Linked DNA regions of Zea mays: region 2 is linked to region 1. The links are chromatin contacts, called in public Hi-C maps. All regions are on one chromosome and are shown on one strand. Each heading gives the region's core, a stretch centred on a gene start, on an enhancer-like site or on the middle of the called end of the contact. The rest is flanking DNA. Distances are from core to core; before and after follow the strand shown.

Region 1 (5,943 bases), core at 2,288-4,787:
CTTCTTTTCTTCTTTGTTTTTTTGTCGTCGTTCGCTTTGCTTTATTTACTTCCCGCGGCCGAATTCTTCTCTTCTTTTTCCGCGCTGTGCGAGGACACTCGAACTCGCTTTTACGCTTCACATCTACCGTCTCGCGCACAAGCCGAGAGCCGCGCGCTGTGCTTGGCATGGCAAGCCCAGCGCCAGCGGATCGAAACGAAATAAGTCTTAAATCTATCTCTAGTCAAAATTGAATAAAACTAGATTTAATTCTCCTCAGGACCTGTTTGATTGTTCTGGATTGGGTCTAAGATTTATTCCACCTGATGAGATCTTATATAAATTTAGATAATCAATTCGAACGAACATGCTCTCGATCTTCTTGGATCTAGACACAACTAAATAAGTCTTAGACCTTGTTCAGTTTCAGCCGGATTAAAGGGTATCGAGGGACATTAAATTCCTTTTATTCAATTCTAATTACAAATAGATTTAATCTCCTCCAACCCACCTCTAATCGAACAATCCCCTCTAATCCCAAAGAGAATTTGAGTTCCCAAACTAGCCCTAACCAGGGAGGTCAAAGCCTTAAAAAATCTACTCATGAGACTACCCCTATCCATCCGTGGGTATAAAAAGTCTCGAGTTCTAATATTTCGATCACTCAAAATGTAAAACAAGCATAGATTTAAGCATGCTGACCACTATCTTATACTCACTCTGTTTCGTTTTACAAGTCATTTTCAACAGCTTCGTGCAGAATAAGGAACCTATGTATTGATGATTTTGTCCTCCCACAAGCTTCGACTTAGGTCTTGGCATTTCGTCCAACTTAAACACCTGCTGCAAGATGCAAAAATGGTAGTTTACTTTTTACTTCAACTAGAGCGACAACTATTATGACTCGTTTTGTTTTGCACTAGCGGTGACAACTAAAACGAAACGGAGGGAGGACTATTCCTGTTAGCTCTTATGCTATATGCCGGCAAATTGATATACCAGATTGGGTTCTTCTTCCATGTGCAAGCTACGGTTCCTCGTCAGCGTAACACGAGGAAACAAGGGATCCTTCTCTTTCGTTAATCAATTAAGAAAAGGCTGGCACTGTCAGTCGTCACACAACAGCTAGCACTCCAGCTAATCTCCGAAGCGGACTTCTCACCGTCCGGCCAACATGCAGGCAACAGGCCGTCGTCGTCCGTTCCCAGTGCCGCCGCCGTGCGGCTGCTGTCAAGCTAGCTAGTGATGGCGACCACTCCAAGCATCCATCCCCAGCTACCACCGCTGTCCGCTGTGCTCGTCTCCTCCGTCTCTCCAGGCCTCACATGATTAGCACTGGGCTTGCAGCCATGCAATGCAACACTGGTGTCTGATCTGATGATGCAGTGAGGGGCGTCCCCGACAGTCTTTGCAGATCGCTGCACAGCCTTTTGCTTTTGGTCATTTGGGGCGTGCTGGGGAAAGACGACGCAGGCCGCTTTAATGAGTGCAGTGCAGGTTGACCTTTTGTTAATGGCTCGCCGATCCCGATTAACCAACCCACGCTCCTCCTTGTTGACACTCTTTAACTACAAAATTGCTACTAGTAGGAGTAGTATAGTACTTCTTCTATTTGTTTTTAGTTGTCGCTGAATAGTTTAATTTTGCACTATCCAACGACAATTAAAATAAAACAGAGGGAGTAGCAGTAATCACACAATGAGCCCTGAGAACATGCTGCTACTTGGCCCTGGTCCTCCTTTGCCCTTTTTCCCCCATTCCAGAACTCACTACGTCACGCTGGCGTCACTCCGATCCAACTGGCAGCACCTTCGCCTCAGCCTCGAGTGTCCTACTGTCCTTCACATGAAAAAGGCAGCGCCATATTAGCATCTTCGTTTTTCCTTTTTCACGACTAGAATTTGTCAGACACCCTCGACATCAGGGCTCACCGACACCCCTCCCGGTTAATTACAAATCCAAAACAGAGCTTTGGGTCACTTCATCCGCAGATGCAAATTGAATAAAATTAGCACACAGCACAAAAAACGGAGAGAGTACAGTACTACACTTCATGTCACTACCAATTATACATTCCAGACACTTTTGGATTACATGGTTAAAAGTAAGAGACCACCAAATCGTACTTGCGCTACCAACAAGAAGATGCGTGAAAAAATTTAAAAAAATGGCACTACACAAAGCGATAAAGAGAAAGAGAGAGAGAGAAAACAAATCGTTCAAGCCTCACACTGCAGAACAGAATGCACACGGCACGTCACTTCCTGCCTTGCCGCTCCTCCGACCTCTCCTTCTCCTTCCCTCCCCGCCGAATTTGGTAAAATTCAATTAAACACGGAAAAAAATTTACAGCGGCCGGCATTTGATTCGAATTCTGTTTCCCTTGCTTTCCCTCCTACTGGACTGACTGGAGAAACTTCACCCGGTGTTGCAAAGCAAAGCAAAGCAAAGCAACCTTTTTCCCTTTCACCCGAAAAATTTTGCAATGCGGCCCCTCGGAGGCTGGCGACGACGACGTGGCTAGAAGGTCCACTTCCAGATCTTGACGCGGACCCTGACCTGGCACGCGCGAGCGACGGTGGCCGTGGCCGACGCGGCGGGCGGCGCCGGCGCGTCGTCGACGGCCGCGGCGGCGGGGGCTGGGGTGTCGGCCGCGGCCTTCGCCAGCTTCTTCGTCTTCTTGGCCGGCGCGGGCGCGGGCGCGGCCACCTTGACGCCGTCGCAGTGCACCAGGATGCCGATCTTCTTGGTCCTGAGCGCGCCAACCCGGACGCCGGCCCTGGTCTCCAGGTCCAGGACGATGGGGAACTCGCCGGACCTCTTGACGTCGGAGCCGGCCGCGGCGGGGTCGACCGCGAGCGCGGACGCGGAGACGGTGGCCCGGATGACGGTGACGTTGCCGGCCTCGTGCGCGAACCCGGGCGCGGTGGCCGCGCCCAGCGGCACGGCGTTGGCGGCCGTGGCGGCCGTCACGGCGAAGTCGTCGTAGACGTACACCAGCTTCTTGTTGGGGTTCCTGGCGGTCAGCGTCACGTCGATGGCGTCGCTCAGCGCGGGCGCGGTGGCGGACGACGACAGGCTCAGCCTCGTCACGCGCGCCGCGGTCAGCGTGAAGGCCGGCCGGTGCGGCCGGTACAGCAGGTAGAAGGCGCCCCCGGCCACGGCGGCCAGGACGGCGAGGAGGACGACGACGAGGAGCGTCCAGCAGAAGCAGCAGCAGCAGCTGAACGGGCACGACCGCCCCCCGCGCCGGCGCTTCGCGGGCGCCTGCTGCGGCCGGTAGATGGGTCGTTGGTACATCTTCGGCGGGCCACCGGCGCCGGCGCTGGCCGCCGCGGGCTGTGGGGTGGGCTTGCCGTTGGAGGACATTGTCGCCGCCGCTCCCGCTCCCGCTCCGCAGCGCAGGGGACGGCCGAGCTCCGCAGGCAGGCGGGGGTGGTTCTTGGAAGCCTCGGTGGCACTGCGACTCCGTGAGCTTGGCTGTGAGGTGTAACGGAGGAGAGAGATCTATAGGCGCGAGGGGGAGGGAAGGCCGGAAGGGAAGACGAGGAGGGAGGTCAGGTGGAGAAGGTGAGGGAAAAGGGACAGCCGGACAGGGCACCTCACGGATGGTTCGGCCTCACCAAATCATTTGTTGCCGGCTTGCTGTTGCTGACGCTTTTCCCTGTCCTCCCCTCCCCTTCTTGCTTCACCTCCTCAACTGATTGGTGGCGGGTATTTTTCCCGGGAATTTTTTTTTCTCTGCTGGGAGCCTGGGAGTGGGAGCGACGCTAGTGCTATTTTGCTAATCAAGGATCAATCTGCAGGTTAATCACTGTATTTTCTACTACCACTTTATATATTCTACTAGTAGTACTGCAGTAGCATCAGGTTTTGTTGGGCAAGTCAACTCAGTTCTGATGCCTTGCCTTGTCAAGTGTTGGTAAAATATCGTCGGAATGTAGTTTGGTACAACTTAGACATCGTCGGGAAAAAAAAATGGTTTGGTGAAACTTGCCTCAGAAAAAATGTGTGCTAAACTAAAGGCCATTTGCGAAGCATGAACAACTCTGCAAACTGTTCGTTTCAAGCAAGATAGTCATTTTGTTTGACACGTTTTGGATGGCTCGGACCTCGGATAGAACGAAATTGGCATGGAACCTGTTGACGGTGTAAGATGTTGTAATTTTCCTGTTTTCTACCTTATCGATATACGTCTATCATCAAATCATGACACATAATAGCATACAACTTTTTTTTGCAAGTCTAAATGCATCTAAATTTACTTGGACGGGTAACACGTTCTCTTGCCTACGAAAAAAAATATGTGTATCCCAAATGCAAAGAAACATCTTTAGAGCTCTTCATATTCATCTCCTGTAGACCCACACGAACAGAAGAAAAAAACCAAGCAGTTAAGTGGTGGGCTTTAGTTTCTGTCGTGTGGGCGGGTGGATGTGAGAGGCTGTAGAGGTGTTTCTTTACCTCTGGGATGCATATATTTTTTTTCTCTTACCTACATATTAGCTTAAAAAAAGTAACTTTAGTAACACGCAAGACGTCCATAGAGCTTCAAACAAAACATCATATTACCTCCTTAGATCATCTTTGTTTTTTTGCAAGTTTGATCAGTCTTATTAATATAATAAGCTTGAGCATAGTATATATGGAGATACATTGAGCAACTTGATTTTATATAATTAAGCAAAATTTCATATCTATTTGGATACAACTGACATTCCATGATCAACAACTAATATGTCTGAGGGATGCCGAATCTATGTATGATATGCTCAGAAATAAACTCAATTACCTTATTATGTGTCGTATTTTCAAAAGAACAACCTCGCTGTAGTTTTATACTTAACTAGTTGCTTGCTTAGCTTGCATAGCTAAGAATCGGTAGTTCCCTAGTTTAGCTTGTGTAGTTTTGTTAGTGAGTAGTGCTAGGGTGACTTAGCTTCGTTCACTATTATGTGTAGGAGTTTATGGTGTCCTTAGAGTACTAGTTGTATATGTTTGTGTAACCTTACCAATTAGAATTATTTAAGTGAGCTTCTACTAATCCGACAGTTTAGTTATTTGAATTAGAATTTTTGTACTCACTCCGTTCCAATTTATAATTCGTTTGACTTTTTTAACATAAGTTTGACTGGCTCGTATCATTCAAAAAAAATCATGTTTATTACTATTTTTTATTGTGATATTGTTTAGCTTATAATATATTTTAAGTATGGATTTGATTTTTTCATCTTTTTCGCAAAAAAATGAATAAGACGAGCCAATTATACTCGGCACAAAAAGTCAAACATATTATAATTTGGGACAGAGAGAGTAAGACTTTTATGATCGAATAATCATAACATCGTATTTAGTATAGATGTTTTGTAGATGAAGATGGCTAGATAGTTTGGTCTGCAACAGGCTAGTTGGAAACATACTGTGTTAGAGCACATGTTGTTGTGGAAAAAAGATGGAACTACATAGATCCATAGCTAGACCGGTTTTTGTTAGAGATTGATGATCTCGGGCTAACGTTTAGGAAGCCTAGTAGTTAGTTGCCTATGAGTTACTACAATTTCTACGTTCACAATATTTGTTACAATATCTATTTTTTTATATAACACAAACAAATATGTGTTCCAATGGTTAGAACCTGAGTGTGGGAGGGAGAGCGCGTGATGGTTCGAACCCTAGGTTCCACGAGATTTGTGTTTAAGCATATTAGAAGAAATTGGAATAAGATTGCTCATGTAGTCATGTCATGTGTGTCTAAACAGGTCATAGACATGTAACAGTCCGAGATATGTAGCATGTAACATCGGCTTGTGTGTGATTTTTTGATCTTGTATGAGTCTCCCGCGGATTAATATATGAATAAGTGGCAAGCAAGCCCTAAAAACGCTCTAAAACTTACTTAACTCGACAAGTGCAAATCTGCTTTTGGAAACATTTGGCAGACAGAGGAAGTGAAAATTTACTGGC
Region 2 (6,633 bases), core at 3,024-5,523, 990 kb after region 1:
ATGCTACGGTACCATGATAAATTCAACAAGGGAGAAGGCAAAAACGCAAAAGCATAACCATGTACTGTAAGATCTATATTGCAGATCAGCGGATGCACAGCTAAGAGCATCCTTGGAACGCTGGTTCCTTGAATCGAGATCTAAACTACTGAGCATACCCAACCTGACAAAAACTGCGGCTGCAACGATGCTACAACTATAAGAGTTTAGTTATTCAGGCGCTATGCTTCGGCTTCAGTTTCTGAATCCACCGCATGAGCCGCTTCTTGGGATCCTGGCAGGTGCCGGGGCCGCTCTTCGGTATGTCGAGGCAGCCACCCTGCAAGAGAACGGAGTGGAACTGTTCCAGCACTTTCACGATCTGCCAGAAGTCGGGCCTCTTGTCAGGCCGCAAGGCGCAGCACTCCTCAATCAGGGATCTGAGGGCCGGTGGACATTCTGGGGAAATTGTTGGCGTCAATTTCTGGGGAAAAAAACAATCAATCACCACGTAAGAGATATATTCGCCACAACAGACAGTCACTGCGCGAAGAAATTCACTTTTAGTTGTAAGTAATCAGAGCAAGAAAGAAACCATTACCCTGTTGGCTACTGCGTAAGCCACCTGGTAAGGGGTCAGGTTCTCGTAAGGGATTCTACCGGACACCATCTCCCACAAGAGCAGTCCGAAGCTGTAGACGTCGACCTTTCGGTTGTACGCCTTCTGCTTGATCATCTCGGGCGCCATCCACCTGTAAGTGCCTTCGTCCTCCACGAGCACATCGCATAAGGCCTCCTGGCAGGCAATGCCGAAATCAGCGATCTTCACGCAGAGGTTCTCGTCGAAGAGAATGTTCTCGGGCTTGATGTCACGGTGAACGATCCCCTGAGAATGTATGTACTCCAAGCCACGAGCGACATCCAGAGCGATGGATATGGTTCTCTCTAGAGGGATGGGGTGGTTCTCTGGATTGTTTAGGTATGACCTTATTGAGCCTCCAGGAAGGAACTCGGTAATAATGTAAAAAACTGGTGGGCATTTGTAGGCTGCTACAAGCTGCATTAGCAGAAAAAAAATGATCAGAGAAAGGTGGTTGCATTGCAAAGCAATCGACACTACATGCAGTTGAAATGTGTTATGCGTAATTGGTAAGCTCAACTCATTACAAACAATCCATACAAAGAGAAACTTATTGATAAATACTCTGAGCAGTAGAGTGCACTAACACAGCAGTTTCAATGTTCCTAAGAATGGTAACACCAGTTTAATTTGTTTATAAAAACAGCAGAGGCAACTTCACAAGCCATAATCAGTAGCATTAATTTAAACTGATATCAATAATGGCTATAAGAATGTAATGTAAAATCAGCACATGCGCTTGTATATAACCATTTTGCAGGAGACATAAGACTAAGGCCCTGTTTGAAACCTCTAAAACTAATAGTTAGCTACTAAAAATTTAGTTGTTAGGTTCCAAACACCATCAGCTAATACTGCAGCTAATTGTTAGCTACCTCACAACTAACAATTAGTTCATTAGCTGGCTTAACCTAGCTAATAATTTATTAGCTGGCTAACTATTAGCTCTAGGGGTTCCAAGCAGGGCCTAAGAACACGATGCAGTAATCGACAAAACTGATTGCATGCTTGTTAACTGTTACCTTGATCACATTCTTGTGGTACAGGTGAGATAATGAATTGATCTCACTGTTATACTGCTTCTCAAGCATTGCAGCCATCTTCCCATTGTCGTCATCATCGGGTTGGCGGATAAATTTGATCGCAACTGGATTATCATCATAGTACCCCCTGTACAGCCGGCTATATGCTCCACTAGCAAACCTGTGCCCCACGAGCAGCTTGGACGGATCGAGTGTCCAATCAACTGTCGTCTGCACTGCCTGGTTCATTCTAACCATCTGTGCCCTTCGATCATCAGCAGGGTTCACTGCACTAACCCTCCTTCCACCACTGTATTTCCTTGTCCAAGCATTATCCTTTTGAGACTTGTGCTTACCAGATACAACTGGAGTTGAGCGCCATCTAGGACTTTGACCCATATCAGAGACCTGCCTACCAAATGACTTGCCATATATACTCTTTGCAGATCCTCCTCGCTGTGGAGGAGGGCTTGCAAACCTCTGGCTGCTAGACTTTGCTTCCCTAAACACTTCGGAAGGCACAATACTAGGAAGGGGGGACTTCGATCTCGGTCTGGATCCATAAGCCTTGTGAGAACTATGCCCTTGATTTGACGGTGACTTGTTCAAGTAGCTCAGGAGCATCATCGAACTTGGGGTCTTGACCAGGCTCCTTGCTTTTGGAGTCTTGCAACTCTCTGAGATCATCTGGGAGCTTGAAGGAATCTCCAGGCTCGCCCTCTCGGGCTTGTTGACCTTTTCCCTGTCAAGCTGAGGCTGGGATCGAACTAGCGGCAAGCTAGCACAGTGCTTGAATGCAGTCCCTGTGTCTCCATCATCCCGATCAACAGGCATCGATACAGTCTTCTTCATCTTGAAGAATTTGTGCAGTTTCCGCTCAACATCCTTGCTAAGCGGAGCAACAGGTACTCTCCGGGGATCCACCCTAGCATAGACAGTATTGGAGAACTTGGTCCTGAGCCACGAGTTCTGCTCCTCCATAACGGCAAACAAGGGAGCTGAGAAGCACTGACGCGAGTGATCAGATTCCAACTTTGGAAGTCTGGATCCATAGAAACCACATGTTGAAGTAAGTGAAACTTCGAGCAGGGAGAAAGGAGCCTGTTAGCTCGAAACACCAACAGATGCCCTCAAACCAGGAATCGTGTCAATCACGATTAAAATCTGCAGTCGAATTCTTGCACCTGCAACAAGTTGTGAATCAGGCTGATAATCTACAGAGGTCTAGAGATTGCCCAATACAGAGGAACTGATCCTGGAACTTGAAGAGCTTGGTGGAGGTCCCAGTAGTCACGTACAGGGAGGGCTTCCCAAGAGTCCTAAAATACAGCAATAGGGAGGCAAAATTGTTAACAGAATCTGTTGAGCAACGGCAACTAATATATTGGCAATCATTGCACTAGAAAAATGGCTAGTTCAACGGTAGCAAGTATCCAATACACGATTCAAAATAATAGACACCAATAATTCAAAATTGCGGGCTGTTGACTCTTTCTAGTTTCTATTGTCACTGGGCGTCCCCAAAAAAACAGGTGTGAAACGGGTTGCAGACGCACGGTTTTTGACAAATAGTATATAGTACGCGTTGAAACATGAGGAACTGCAACAGCATGAGGATGACCGGCCCAAGCACGACGTCTGCGATTGACCAATCGCCAGACTGCGTACAATAGATCTATCGTTGTCAGGTTTATCCTTGCGACTTTCCATGGGTCGCCGCATCAAACAGTGAGCAATTGCAGCAGTAAATGCTTGCGAAGAAAACAAATGCACAAACAAAGGACGTCTTCTTATCCAAAAGTAGCATTCAGTCAAAAGGGGATTGCGGCTTCTAAAAGCCTGAGACATGCCTCACCCCAATGTAAAATCGACACGCAAATCAAAACTATTTCAATCTAATCTATCGAAAATGAAGAGTGATGATACTTGCTGGCGATCGAAAGCACGAACGGAACGCAAACCTCAAACGGAGTTGCGCGTCGATGGCGTCGAAAAGCGAGGAGTGTGTATAGATGCGCTTGCCCACCACAAGCAAAACCAATCTGGGGCTCAAAGGTAGAAACTTTAATAACAGCCAAGCCAAGCAACAACAACAAGATCGCGAAGGGACGATGAATCCTCGTCCATAGGACTTGCCTTTTGAGAAGGAAATCGACCAAAACCCGCCCACCCCGAGAGGTAAGCTGGCACTAGTCCTGGAAGGAACCACACACAAAAAGGAAAATCTTTCGAGCTGGCACCACAAAACAAAAAATCGGAGCTGAGAAACTAACCTCCCGGGGATCGCGGGCGGGCGGATGAGGCACGCGGAGAACCGGAACAAAATGCAGGGCTCCCGCCGCTCTTCCCGCTCCGGGTAGGTGGCCAGGGCCAGCAGCCGGAGCAGGAGAAGCAGACCGAGGAGGAGGAGCCGGGGATCTCAAGAGCGCATTGCGGGCGCGCACAAGGGAAAAATAAGGGCGCCTTGTGTGGTAGTACGGCGGCACCCTGCAAACGCGGCCCCGTGCCGGTGGGGTACGCACCGCCGTACGGCCTCTGCCCGCTGCGAGAGGGGCTTCGTTGAGAATGTAGCGAAGCGCAGGGGCCCCTCGTATCCTCCGAGGCTCCGACGAAGAAGATGACGACGACGGAAGCTAGGGCGGCGCACGCAGGCTGGCTGCAGAGTTCGATGGAGCCGCAGGTTTATGGTTTCCTTTCTTCTCTTGCTGGGCCCGTCAGCGTAAATACGGATACCACAGTTGGAGCCTGTTTAAACCCTGAGCCCTTGAATCAGGCTCGGTTTTCCAATTATAAGATTATCTAATAGAGTTGCATTTTTAAAATATAGAACCATAATATTAAAAGCCTCCTTCAACAGAGATTATGTATTTATGTTTAAGTTATAAAATTTTATTTATAAATTATAGATTTTTATTTTATATTTTATGAACTATGTAGTTTTTATTTGTTTAATTAAGTTTCATTAAAATGGCGTGTTTTATGTCAACTAAAAGTCTGTAAAAAGAAGCTAACATGGTAATGAGGTGGTTGTTAACCAATAATAAAGCTTGCACACTGGAGCGTCGCGTTATATAAAGATTGGTAATGGTCGATAGTAGAGTCAATAATACGGCTGATAGCATATACAACGGTAGATATAGGCCCCGTTTAATTTCATTAGTCCTAGTACTAAATGTTAGTATATATACTAAACTTTAGTCCATACCCTATTTGGTTATAGGGACTAAACATATTCTAAATATATTAAATGCAATACATAAATACTGAAATACCCTTTTCTTGTTTCACGCTAGTTTTTTAGGCAAGAATAATTGGAGTAAATATTGCTCTTTAGTCCCTTTTAGCACTCATATGAGAGACTAGAAACTGAAGCTAATTAGTTCATGATTTAATCCTTCTGTTTGTCAAACTAGGGACAAACAGATTAGTCCCTCTAATCAAACGGGGCCACCTACGGGATTAGAAGCAGCCTTAGGGCTAGTTTGGGAACACTAATTTCCCATGGGATTTTCATTTTCCCAAGGGAAATTAGTTCATTTTCCCTTGGGAAAATGAAAATCCCATGGAAAATTAGTGTTTCCAAACTAGCCCTTAGATCTTTTTTTTTTCTTCTTTTGACAATTTTCCCAACTCCTAGTAATGTGTATACTCGTGTTTACCATTAGGTCATCTTGAAGGGGAACTATCTTTTTGTGTGTGCGTAGAAAGTGATTCTGCAAAGTGAAGCAGCAACTCTGTTTGACTCGATCCCAATCGCATCTCATCATGCTCTAATTAATTCCTCCATCACATGCTTAAGCGTAGGGATCCCAAAACTGTTGGGACTCGCAGCCGGGGGTGGACGAGTTCAGCAGTCCCCAAGATTCCTGCTGCACCACGCTAGCTAGCAGCACCGTTCGTTGACGCCAGCCACAAGGTCCATTCCACCGAAGTTCGTTTGACTTCGGCTTTCCCCTAGCTCACACTCTGTCACATGCATGAGGACAACGAAAGAGGGGAACCACTGGCCACTGCTGCTGTTTGTTTATATATGTGATTATTTATGTCTGCTTATGATCCTGAAGAATCCACAGTTTCGGAATTGGACGATGTATATCATTGACAGTTTCAGAGGATGGAAATCCTGTGGCAAGTGAGATGCTACTGCCATTTGAGGTTCAGAAGCGTCGGAGACGGGCCTGAGACGAGGAACGGAGATTATTTTCAGTTTTGGACCGGTCAGCTCGTAATCACCGAGCCTACCACTTAGCTACAACTCAGTTATTATATGTAGATTTCAGATATAAATCCTAAATCCTTCTATCAATAATAAAATGACATAAGGAGGATATAGATGGACTCGTTTCTCGTTTTTTTTTCCTACAAGGACGCAAACATAAAGAGACAAGACACAATATTGGATGATCTCTTTTTATTCATTATTAGGGTGCACAATTTTATTATATAGAACGATAGAACTCTTAAGAGTATATTTGGTATTAGCCCACTAATCTTTCGCAGGGTTTTCTAGCATTTTCTCATAGATGAATACCACAACGAACTCATATCTCGTTAAAACTACAAAAATACTAGTGACAAGAAAACTGGAGAGAAATAGCGTATAATATCGCTTTTACATATTGTCCTTATTGCCTCGTCAAAAACCATATGTGTGGAAACTTCATGAAAACTCAGAATAATAAAAAAGAACAATGATTGTTTTCAAGACAACTAGAACCTTCAGAGTTGCATAGCTTACGATCTTCAGGGTTGAATAGTAAGGGATAACATTCAAAAGTGTTTCCCCCTGAGCCCTACACGTTTCTTAAGTGTATTATTCCTATATCTTGAACATATCTTTTGAATAAGATTGTAGGTGTACGTAAATGTTTGACAAACAAATCAGACATTTTATTATAAGACTTAGATTGCAAGATTTTTTTATCTCAACCTCATTATGGAGTAGTGAGGATAGAAAGTTTTAGGGGAAATATACTTAGCCATATTACTCTT

The links. A called contact is a pair of places that touch in the nucleus more often than the background predicts.
Region 2: a Hi-C map of endosperm shows a contact between it and region 1, with 2.1 times the contacts expected there. The contact joins the promoter of LOC100279762 here to the promoter of LOC100279368 in region 1. A contact is called at or near these places in 2 of 25 Hi-C or Micro-C datasets (ear and endosperm).

The regions. Positions count from the first base shown.
Region 1 is chr8:22,451,064-22,457,006 of Zm-B73-REFERENCE-NAM-5.0, forward strand. LOC100279368 (Late embryogenesis abundant (LEA) hydroxyproline-rich glycoprotein family) reads right to left here and starts at 3,538. Exons shown (of 1, transcript NM_001152385.1): 1 at 2,167-3,538. The coding sequence starts at 3,348. The coding sequence ends at 2,500.
Region 2 is chr8:23,440,396-23,447,028 of Zm-B73-REFERENCE-NAM-5.0, forward strand. LOC100279762 (putative protein kinase superfamily protein) reads right to left here and starts at 4,274. Exons shown (of 4, transcript NM_001152720.1): 1 at 3,915-4,274; 2 at 1,642-2,960; 3 at 581-1,036; 4 at 37-463. The coding sequence starts at 2,622. The coding sequence ends at 215.